Linked DNA regions of Dromaius novaehollandiae: region 1 is linked to region 2. Evidence: chromatin contacts called from public Hi-C data. All regions are on one chromosome and are shown on one strand. The core of a region is the stretch at or near the end of the contact, and the rest is flanking DNA. Distances in the headings are between cores, read along the strand shown. Region 1 holds the start of FZD4 (frizzled class receptor 4). Region 2 overlaps TMEM135 (transmembrane protein 135).

Evidence for each region. A called contact is a pair of places that touch in the nucleus more often than the background predicts.
Region 1: a contact with region 2 is called in a Hi-C map of ovary, with 6 times the contacts expected there. The contact joins the promoter of FZD4 here to the enhancer-like site in region 2. A contact is called at or near these places in 3 of 4 Hi-C or Micro-C datasets (brain, liver and ovary).

The regions. Positions count from the first base shown.
Region 1 is chr1:210,450,031-210,454,922 of bDroNov1.hap1, reverse strand. It overlaps FZD4 (frizzled class receptor 4), which reads right to left and starts at 2,621. Exons shown (of 2, transcript XM_026106086.2): 1 at 2,266-2,621; 2 at 1-1,565. The coding sequence starts at 2,511. The coding sequence ends at 237.
Region 2 is chr1:210,269,573-210,274,985 of bDroNov1.hap1, reverse strand. TMEM135 (transmembrane protein 135) reads left to right here. Exons shown (of 14, transcript XM_064505155.1): 6 at 4,802-4,843. Among named protein-coding and RNA genes, the nearest start is that of TMEM135, 160 kb to the left of the region's middle. Within about 2 kb of position 1,820, at least 2 of the 2 cell types and tissues checked have open chromatin away from gene starts, as enhancers often do.

The DNA of each region.
Region 1 (4,892 bases), core at 1,372-3,871, 180 kb before region 2:
CTTTTAAAGCCTCCCTGGGCTTTCCTATTTTGGGCAGCATGGTTTATGGCTATTGTATTTGCAGCATGATCTTTTTGTTGCTTATTCTTTAAGGCTTTTTTTCCCCCTGCCCCTCAGAGACAGGTTTGGTACCCGTCTCCCTACTCTACGCTCAGCAACACTTCCACCGCAGTGCTTACACAGCATCAGTCCTTCACGTGACGACGGTCGGAGAGCACCGGGGTGTCCTTGTTCTCTCATACCACAGTCTCGTTCCCTTTCCCCGGTTTCACCCAACCATCTGCTCTCTTCTGCCGTTTCACTTTCCCTGAGTTCACCAGTCTGTTCGAGCACTTCTGCCACGTGTGCAGAGTTTTGGCTGACCAAATCCACATACCTGACGTGATACCCACCAGGAGGGACATGAAGATTTTGAGCATCTCCACAGCCATATTGGAATCGTCTGCCGAATAGCGGAAAACAGCCCAGTTGGAGATTTCGTAAAAATAACACGCAATGACACACGTTGCTGGGACGGTGTACAGCACTGAAAAGACACCGATTTTGACCATCAGTCTTTCCAGTTTGTCAGTTTTAGTTCCATCCTTCTGAAGGTTAGACCGGATTTTAAATAAGGCCACCAATCCGGCTGCAATGAATAAAGTTCCAATAACCAGGTAGGTAAAAAGTGGTGCAACAACAAAGCCCGTGAGCGCATCTAGGTTCTGGTTGCCAACGTAACACAGACCAGTGAGCTCATCTGCATCTACTAGTCTCATAATCAAGATGACTATGGTCTTCACTGCAGGGATGGCCCAGGCTGCAATGTGGAAATAGGAGCTGTGCATTTCTATAGCTTCGTGGCCCCACTTAAGTCCTGCTGCCAGAAACCACGTCAATGTGAGAATAACCCACCAGATGGAGCTAGCCATCCCAAAAAAATACATCAGCAAGAAAATTATAGCACATCCTGTGTTCTTAAGACCTTCTTGGATAAGAACAGGTTCTGCTGCCTCTTCAAAATCACAGGATATCCTTTCCCGGCCCACAGTTAGCCTCACAATATAAGCAATGCTATAAATATTGTAGCACATGCTCAAAAATATGATTGGGCGCTCCGGGTAGGAAAATCTGGATGAATCAATCAGGAAGGTCAGGACTGTGAATGCCGTTGATATGAAGCAAAGACTAGCCCACACGGCCATCCAGATATCTGTGAATTCCTTAGCCGACCTGCTGTAGAGCCCAGCATCGTAGCCACACTTCAGGACACAGTTCAAGCTTCTTTTGACCCAGATGTACTGGTCTGAATTAGAGCCCATGCTGTGGCACTCTTCTCCGGGCTGCAAGGACGTCTTGCTATGCAGGGGAACCTCTTCGTCTCCCGGGCCCTCCATGCACATGTGGTTGTGATCATTCTGGGGTGGGAATTTGCTGCAGTTCAGGCTGTCTGGCCAGGCAAATCCAAATTCTTTTAAAACAGGTTCACATCTCCTTTTGACGGAGAGACACATGCCACCACAGGGCCCTATGGGGATGTTAATCTTCTCGGTGCACATAGGAACATAGACCGAACAAAGGAAGAACTGGAAGAGAAAAAACCCCAAATCATGACTGTGTCGGAAGAAAATTGAACAGGTCAACATATAACAAGTTCTCTTTTTGTCTTTTTAGCAGTAATATTTGGTCCTTTGCCTTGAAAAACAGGAGGCAGCATAAAATAAATAAAGCAAGAACAATAAAAACAAAGGAGAAAAAAACCCTCAAAACGTTGTCGTCTTTTGGCTCAGAAACGGTCCGAAGCCAAAGCCCGAACGAACATTTCGCTCCCTGGATTGGCTCAATGTAAATTCAGTCCATCAATTGCAAGACAGCGAGCGGGGTTTAGCCAGATCGAAACCTCAGGGGTGCAATTTAGGAAAGCGAGAAACGGACCGAAGCAGCGGTTTAAACAAATGCATACATTTGTCCAAGGCACTGCCTGGGTTTTACGGCTAGCAAACAAGCAGGAGAGAAGGCGTTTATTGAACTGCTTCGGCTCACGGCTCTGCTAGAAGAGCGAGCTTTGCTTTCGCTGTAAGGTCAAGAATGTATCTGCAACAATAACAAAACGCTGCCGTTTTGAGCGACTGCATTTCTGGGAGGTGACAAGGCAAGGGGGACTGCGTGCCGAGGGGGCAACTCTGCCCCGGGCAGGGCGCGGGGGGGCTGCCCTGCGTGTTCGCTGGCGGGGAGCCGCGTCGCGGGGACAAGGCTCCCGCGGCGGGCGGGGCGCGCAGGACCCACCTGGAGCTGGCTGGAGCAGCCGTACTGGATGAGCGGGGTGAAGGTGGTGAGCTGCAGCTCGGCGTCCGCCTGCAGCTCGTGGCCCACCAGGTTGGGCATCTTGGTGACGTTGTAGCCCAGGTTCTGGCACATGGCGATGCGGATGGCGTCGCAGCGCCGCTCCTCCTCGTCGCCGAAGCCCCGCGCGGCGCCCAGCACCGCCGCCAGCAGCAGCGCCCGCAGCCGCCCCGCGCCGCGCCGCGCCATGGCCCCGCCGCCGCCGCCCACCTGCCCGGCCCCGGCCCCGGCCCCGGCCCCGGCCCCGCCGCCGCCGCCGCCGCCGCCGGCCGCGCCGCACGGGCCGGCTCCAACGGGGAGGGGCCGCGGCCGCCGGCTATTAAACGGCCTCGCCGAGAAACGGCCCAGGGGAGGGACGGCGCCTCCCCGCACCGCCGCCCCCGGCCCTCCCCTCCGCTCACCGCGACGCCGCCCGCCCGCCCTGGCCGCCGGAGCGGTCCGGCCCCCCGGGGGGAGCCCCGCGTCCCCCCCCCACCCCCGCCGCCGCGGCCCCCCGGGGGGAGCCCCCGCCTGCCCCCCCACGGCCCCCCAGACCGCCGCCCCCCTCCGAAGGGCTCCTACCTGCAGCCCGCAGACCCCCGAGAAGTGTCGTCCCCCTCTGTGCAGACCCCCCGTGTCCCCCCACAGCCCAGAGGAACCTCCTTCGCTCCGAGGGGAGCCCCTCCCGCACCCCCATGTCCCCAGAAGTGTCCTCCCCCTCTGCGAGGAGCCCCTGCCCGCACCCCCACGTCCCCCCCGAACCACCGTCCCCCTCCGTAGGGCTCCTACCTGCAGCCCCCACTCCCCTGAGAAGTGTCCTTCTCCTCCGTGGAAAACCTCCCCCCCGTCCCCCCACGGCCCGGAGGAACCTCCGGGGGAGCCCCTGCCCGCACCCCCACCTCCCCCAGGAGTGTCCTCCCTCTCTGTGAGGAGCTCCTGCCTGCGCACCCCTCATGTACCCCCCAAATCGCCATCCCCCTCCATAGGGGTCCTGCCTGCAGCCCCTGAGAAGTGTCCTCCCCCTCCATGGAGACCCCCCGTGTCCCCCCACAGCCCGGAGGAATCTCCTTTGCTCCGAGGGGAGCCCTTGCCTGCACCCCCACATCCCCCAAAGTGTCCTCCTCTCCAGGAGGAGCCCCTGCCCGCACCCCCACGTCCCCGAAAGTGTCCTCCCCCTCTGTGAGGAGCTCCTGCCTGCGCCCCCCCCATGTCCCCCCAAACCACCATCCCCCTCCATAGGGAGCTCCTACCTGCAGCCCCCGAGAAGTGTCCTCCCCCTCCGTGCAGAGCCCCTGTGTCCCCTCACGGCCCAGAGGAACCTCCTCCTGCTCCGGAAGGAGCCCCTCCCGCACCCCCATGTCCCCGAAAGTGTCCTCCCCCTCTGTGAGGAGCTCCTGCCTGCGCCCCCCCCATGTCCCCCCTCAAACCACCATCCCCCTCTGTGAGGAGCTCCTGCATGGGCCCCCCCCCATGTCCCCCCTCAAACCACCATCCCCCTCTGTGAGGAGCTCCTGCCTGTGCCCCCCCATGTCCCCCCCAAACCACCATCCCCCTCCGTGGGGAGCTCCTACCTGCAGCCCCCACACCCCCGAGAAGTGTCCTCCCCTCCACGGGGACGCTGCAGCGCATCCCCCCGCACCCCGACAAATGGCCTCCCTCTCCGGGGGGTCCCTGCCTGTGGTCTCCCACGTCTCTGAGAAACGTCCCCTCCACCTCCATGCGGTCCCCTACCTGCCTCCCCCTCCCACCAAACGCCCCCCTTGGAGACCCCCTCCTGGCACCCTCATCCCCGCGGTTCGCCCCCTCCTCTCCCCGGGGGGCCGCATCCCCCTCCCCGGGAAATGCCCTCAGGGAGGCGTCGAGCCGGCAGAGGCCGCCGGGTTTGGTGCCCCGCGGCGCCCAAGCCCACTTCCCGCGTTTTTAGGGGTTTCGGGAGGGCCGCGAGCCTCCGAGCCGCCACCTCTTCTTCCTGAGCAGTTACGTTGCTGTTTGCTCTTCGCTGGGGCTGAGAAACCCGGGGGGAACCACTAGGCCTTGATAAAGCAAGTATATGTGAAGGAAGCGCTCGTGAATTTGGAGGGAACCGGGCTGGATGGTTGAACCGGCCTCCGACGTGTCGGCCGGAGCAGGGGTTAAGAGCAGACAGCTGAGGCTCACACTCAACTTCTCCCAGCGTTATTTACACCTGTAATGAAATCTGGTTGAGCGGGTTGTGCCTTCAGCGAAAATATGTCATCTATTAATGAACTGTTTGCAGAGCACTTCGAAACTGTTTGTAAAGGCCCGTTTAAACGGCCTGCGATTGTGCGTGTGTCTCTGCGAGCGTAACGCGTGGCGTGTGCCCGTTCCCAGGCGGGTCCGTCCAACGCCGGGCATCGGTGTCCGCACGCCGCGCCTCCCTTCCGCCCCCAGGGCCCCGCCGACGAACGGCGACCGTAACCTCACGATATCCGTGTGAGGCAGACAAGTCATATTATCTTAACTTCTTAAACACAGCGGCAGACGGGTCTACGGCGCCAAGGTCACGCAAGGAGGCTGCGGCGGAGCCGGGAGCCCGGCTCGTACCTCGCGCGTCCGCTCGTGAGCGCTGC
Region 2 (5,413 bases), core at 571-3,070:
GCTTGAATTAATAATTCTTCCGTTTCTCTCATTCGTAGTGATTGTGCCTGTGTCGCGGATTCTTGACTTTCTTTATAATCCTGTTTTTTACTGGTGCTTAATCTGCCCTTTCAGTCTCATAATCACAATCCATTTGATCAGTAAGGTGAAAAGTATCAGACCATGAGAGGAGGAGTGGAGAAGGTACTGAAAGGGATTTATAAGAAAAAAAGAGAGAGAGAAATGAGCTCTTGTCTTCATTTAGATGACAAATGGGGAAAAAAAAAGTCAGTGCAAAAAAAAATAGAGGTTAGATTTGGAGAGATGAAAGGGTAGAAGAGTAAAGAGGAGATATAAATGAGAGAAGGAAAAGAGGAATGGCTACAGAAAGCAGCTCAGAAAAATGACGACTTTGTTGCTGTTGAGCATTAACAACGGGGAATGAGGGATAGGAGAGCAAAGGCAGGAGTCTCCTTCAGCAACCTGACACAGAAAGTGGATTATCCTCCGCAGCTCGCAGAGACGAGCAGATAACTCCTAGTTCCTGACAGCGTGGGATCTGACAGCGAGGGTTGTAGCTGGCGTGTTCAGACACGGTGGCGTATTATCTCGGCAATCAGGCACGGCACCTTAGCTCGGAAGCCTGCTCCCCTCCTCCCTGTCCGAATGGGCAGGATGTGCTGCGGGAATAGGCAGACGCGGCCTGCGCTCGCAGGGCTTTTCCTTCCCACATGGCCATAATGAGAGCTCTGTAGAGGAGCTTCTAATTTACTCTTACCCCGAAGGATAACATAAATAATATGGGAATGCTGTTAAGCATGGCATGTGCTGTTGCTGTGAGCTGCTTTCTCCTTATGAATTCTGGAGGTGAAAACCAGCTTGCTTCCTCAAAAGACCGCTTGTGCAAAGTCCATCAATTGGTCACGGAGAAAATCTTTAGAAGGGCTTATGACAAGGCACACTAATAAAACCCCCCAAAACAGAATTGCTGGCATTCAGCCTTGCAGTTCAGTGTGGGAACTTCTCTTTCCCATGTGATAGAGGGAGAGCAGCATAAGCTCATGTACAGCACCTCTGTACACACACAAACACAAATAATTATAGCAAGTTCATGCCTTGTTGGAAGTATATTAGTATCAAGCTTTGGCTGTATTCCACTTTTGCTGTTTTCTTTATGAAAAAAAGATAAATCTGTGTGTGGCCTTAGGTTCTATTTACGTTCCAAACACGCATGATTAAAATTGCCCGTTTGCTTGTACGCCAGAATTGCCTCGGCAGGGGAATTTGGAGGACCCCAAGTTATTGCTGGGGCTCCTTGCTCTCTGCTGCTCTTCTCCTTCCAACTGGGGCCTTATCCAGCTAGGAGCTGGAGGGCGGCCGAGGGTTTCCGCTGTGCTGTCAGGTACCCCGTGCTGGATGGGGACAGCTGGCCTGGTCGCTGCCTCTGCTGGCTCCGTACCAGGTGCAAATTCCCCTGCGATGGGAAAATTCTCTGCCGGGCAGCTGTAAGCAGATTATGTGCTCTCTAAATTACTGCTCACTAGGCAAAAAAGCGGTGCCTTCCTGGAGCTCGAGCTTCTGTCCCCGGGACGCTCAGGGCGGTGAGACTGGTAGGAAAGGTGAAGCGCACCGAGTGCTTGTAACGGCGCACGACTGAGCCAGCATCTCAGGTTTTCCAGTCTGAATATCATTTGAAAAAGCTTAAACACTATAACGTGTTACTGCGCTTTACCCTTCTCGGGGGAATCTGACCCGTTTGGCACGTGCATGGTTTGCAGCTTGCGTGGCTCATGGGGGTCAGCAGTGGAGTACAGGCTTTTCACTACTTGAGCAATGAAGCATCAAGTAAAAGCTATTATTACCAATTAGTAGTGGCCTGTATGAGGCAAATCATTAGTCTTAGTTCAGTTATTAGCGGCCAGGTGTTCATGAAACATACCATATGTGGCTAGCGTTATACCTTTCCTTCGTCAGCAGTCTCCCTTGAAGCCAATCGCTGGCTACGTGACGTCCCCCCGCTACCTAGGCGTATTCTTTTGTCCCCCCCCTTCCAATAAAAGAGAAGTGTGCCTGGAGTCACTGCAGAGACTTCTTTTGTGCAGTATTTTCATGTACTTCCTAGTTTGCATAATGACTTTACAACAGAAATTTTGGAAAGCCAGCAACGCGAATTTAAGTTATATTTAAGAATTTAAATAGCACTATTTTACTGTGTTATAACTAAAAATTAGGAAGTTAATATGAAAAAGTTGGAACTGTGTCTTTAGTGTTACTTCTATATTGAATCACATATTTAGCCTTGGTGCGTTTTGCAGAGGGACTTGTAGATCTGCCTCTGAATAACTGATAAAGTCTTCATACACCAAGTACTTACTGCATGGAAATGACTTCAAATATGTAATTAGAACAGATATTAGAAGTCTTTCTCATGTTTCTTGGAGGAATGAATAGATGCTTGGAATATTATTTTATCTTGTAGTAACTTGGATGTCTTGTGGTTTTCAGTATTAGTGAAGAAATGATCTGATCGACGATGTCTTTGAGGAGAACTTTTGAGTTGTATGACATTGTCAGTCGTGAATTCTGTCACAGCGGGTCAGCCTTTGAGTAATAGTTGATTAGGGACATCTGGTGGTATAATAATGGAATAATTGTTCGAACACTTACAGCTAAAACTGCAATTGCCTTGGAGTGATTAAGGCAAAAACATAATCATGCTTATACTGTAATTACTCTTCTATTTCAATATTATTCTAGAAACACATGTGAGTTTATGCTTCTCTTGGTGTATGGTTTTAATTTACTGGTCCGTGAAAAAGAGAAGTGGAAACTGAGGACCTATTCTTGAGTTGACGGCTTGCAGAAATGATGTGTAGAACACCCTGAACTCAGAGGGGCGTTTAACTTGCATTCAATTATAGGTTTAAAAAGTGAATCATGGTGCTGGACTGAGGTGCTGGGGGTAGAGGTGGGTGTATATAAGCCCTGTGCATTTGGGTTCTGTTTCTAGTTTTGCCAGTGACTTCTATGATTTTGGTAAAGCTAATTTCATGTGGAGTTGAAGTCCATCTTTCTGCAAAAGTGGTACAGTAATTTTCAGCTTCGGTATTCCATGGGTAAAGAAGCATTAGAAAATAAAGTATTTATGGATCCTTGGTTACAAAGTTCTGGAATAATTAAAGATAGAACAAACAATTTTATTTGTGCAAGTGACACTGAACTCCTGTGGATCGTACATACAATATGATCGGTGTTTTAGGTGCAGTAATTTTACTTTCGTTTTAGGATGAATTTCCTATTGCTGCATATAACTATGGCTGATACTAAATTGGAACTGTGCAAGTGGTGGCAAAAATAAATCCTTTTAAACATACATGCTGAAGGCCTTATTTAATATTGTGGCATTTTACCAGGAGCACACGGGGCATTCACCTGCTGGGAGAAAGCAAGATGTGGTTGATTTTGATGGGTTTCTTCCGGCAGCAGAAGGTACCTCGAAGCCGTGAGTGCGTTCTGGCTTCTCGCGCTGAGGCTCGTTCAGGTGGAAAGGGAGGACAACCCAGGGACTCGCTGCCTCCTTGTTAGCGCACCGATAACAGTTTGAGTGATAGTCTGTCTGCGTGGTAGAGCCAGAGCACTGAAGCCTCATACCGCGCCGCTGTGATCAGTAATCCTGAGCTGGAAACAAGCCACTCTCTCATTATATTCTTCCTGCTGTTCTTACACGTAGAGCCCTCGGTAGCGTGCGCTGGCCACATGCGGTGCCATTTGGGAGACGATACCCTGCGCTCTCGGGAGGGCGCAGGCACGGGCTCTCCAGGGACGTCTTGGTCTTTGTAGGCAGGATGGAAAGGATTCAGTTTGGTCGCTCCTGTTTCTGATGCTTTTGCGACTGTTGTGCAATGTTCTTGAAACAATGACGGTGATAATTACCATTTTGTGCTTTATGTATTGTGTGAGGAATGCAGTTTTTGCCATGATCTGTTCCCCTTGCAATCCTATAAAGAGAAAAAGGGGCGGGGGGAAAAGAAAAGTGTCTGTTCTTTGCTTTCCTATCAACATGCCACTGGTGCTCTGAGAAGTCTTCCAGGAAGGATCTGCGGCAGCTGCAAGCTTCACTCCCATTCATCGTGTCCTGTGCAGAAAAAATGTCAATAGTCCAAAGCTTTCACAGCCAAATAAAGACTCTTTACTGTGGTTGTTACTCATGTGAGGAACCCTATAGTATATAGGAAGGGGAAAATATAATCAAGCTCAGAATCAGAATGACTGCTACATGATTGAACAACTGTGACTTTCAGCTTGAGAATTTTCTTGAAGTGAGGTCCTGCAGGGATGAGCACGGTATAACGTAGAATGGGTTTTCTCAAAATCAGAGTAACTGTTCCCTGCAGTTCTCTACATAGGGTGTTTTCTTAAATCTAGGTCCAGTCTTCCTTTCTCTCCTTGCAGTAACACCTATGTTTCAGAAAACCCATCATGACTTCTTTTCCATAAAGTAGCAATTCTTTGTCACATGGAATTTTGCATTGCCACCCCAATGATTCTGTCACCACTCTTTCAAAATTTCTCCGCTTTGCCTTTGATAAAAGAGAGAAACACTGGCATTGCTATGCTGTATGTACCTTTTGTTCCTAAGATGTTCCAAGGCTGTGGTGGCAACTCGAAGGTTGGGGATTGCTGCGGACTTGTTACAGACTTGCTTTTTTCCAGTAATGAGAAACTGCTGTTTTTCCAGAGCCCTTCGACATAATATTTAATGTGTAACACTTTACATTGCAAGCAGTCCATTACAGAAAAGATTGTTGTTTTTATGTTTCAGGTGCAAAGATGGCTTGAAAGGATTTACATACTCTGCACTAAAGTAAGTAAAGAAAATAGTTTTTCTGAGTACTTAGCCCAAAGTGATGATTTTGAGGAATTGTGCACAGTGGAAGTTGTGTGACATGAAAACAGAGTTTTCTTAAGAAAAAGCCATGCTGTTGTAAAACCTTTCCAACTTTTGGGATATACTGCATATTTTAAAGAAGGCATAATATGCTGGCAAGAAAAGGATCTTCATATTTGAGACCATTACAGAAAGGAAATGCAGACATACAGTTAAATGTTTTTGAAGGAACATTAATCTTTCCATTTGCTAAAATTGGGGTTCCTGATTCCCAGTATTCTTCTGGGAGCAAATGGCTGCTGTGTTTTGACCTGGAATTTATTTACTATATTTGCAGAATGTTGAATGAAAACAGCAGTAGTTCTGTGACCAGCACCAAAATCAGGCATGGAGTTTGACCGTATTCATTCGAGATCCCCTGTGCCACTAAACCTTGTGTGCCTTGCTGTAATCCAGGCTAGCCTCGAATTTACTTTGTGGTGGAACTCTCTGGTGTCACTCACTCATTTGTGTAGTAACACAGAGTTCACCTGGCTTAGTGTCTTG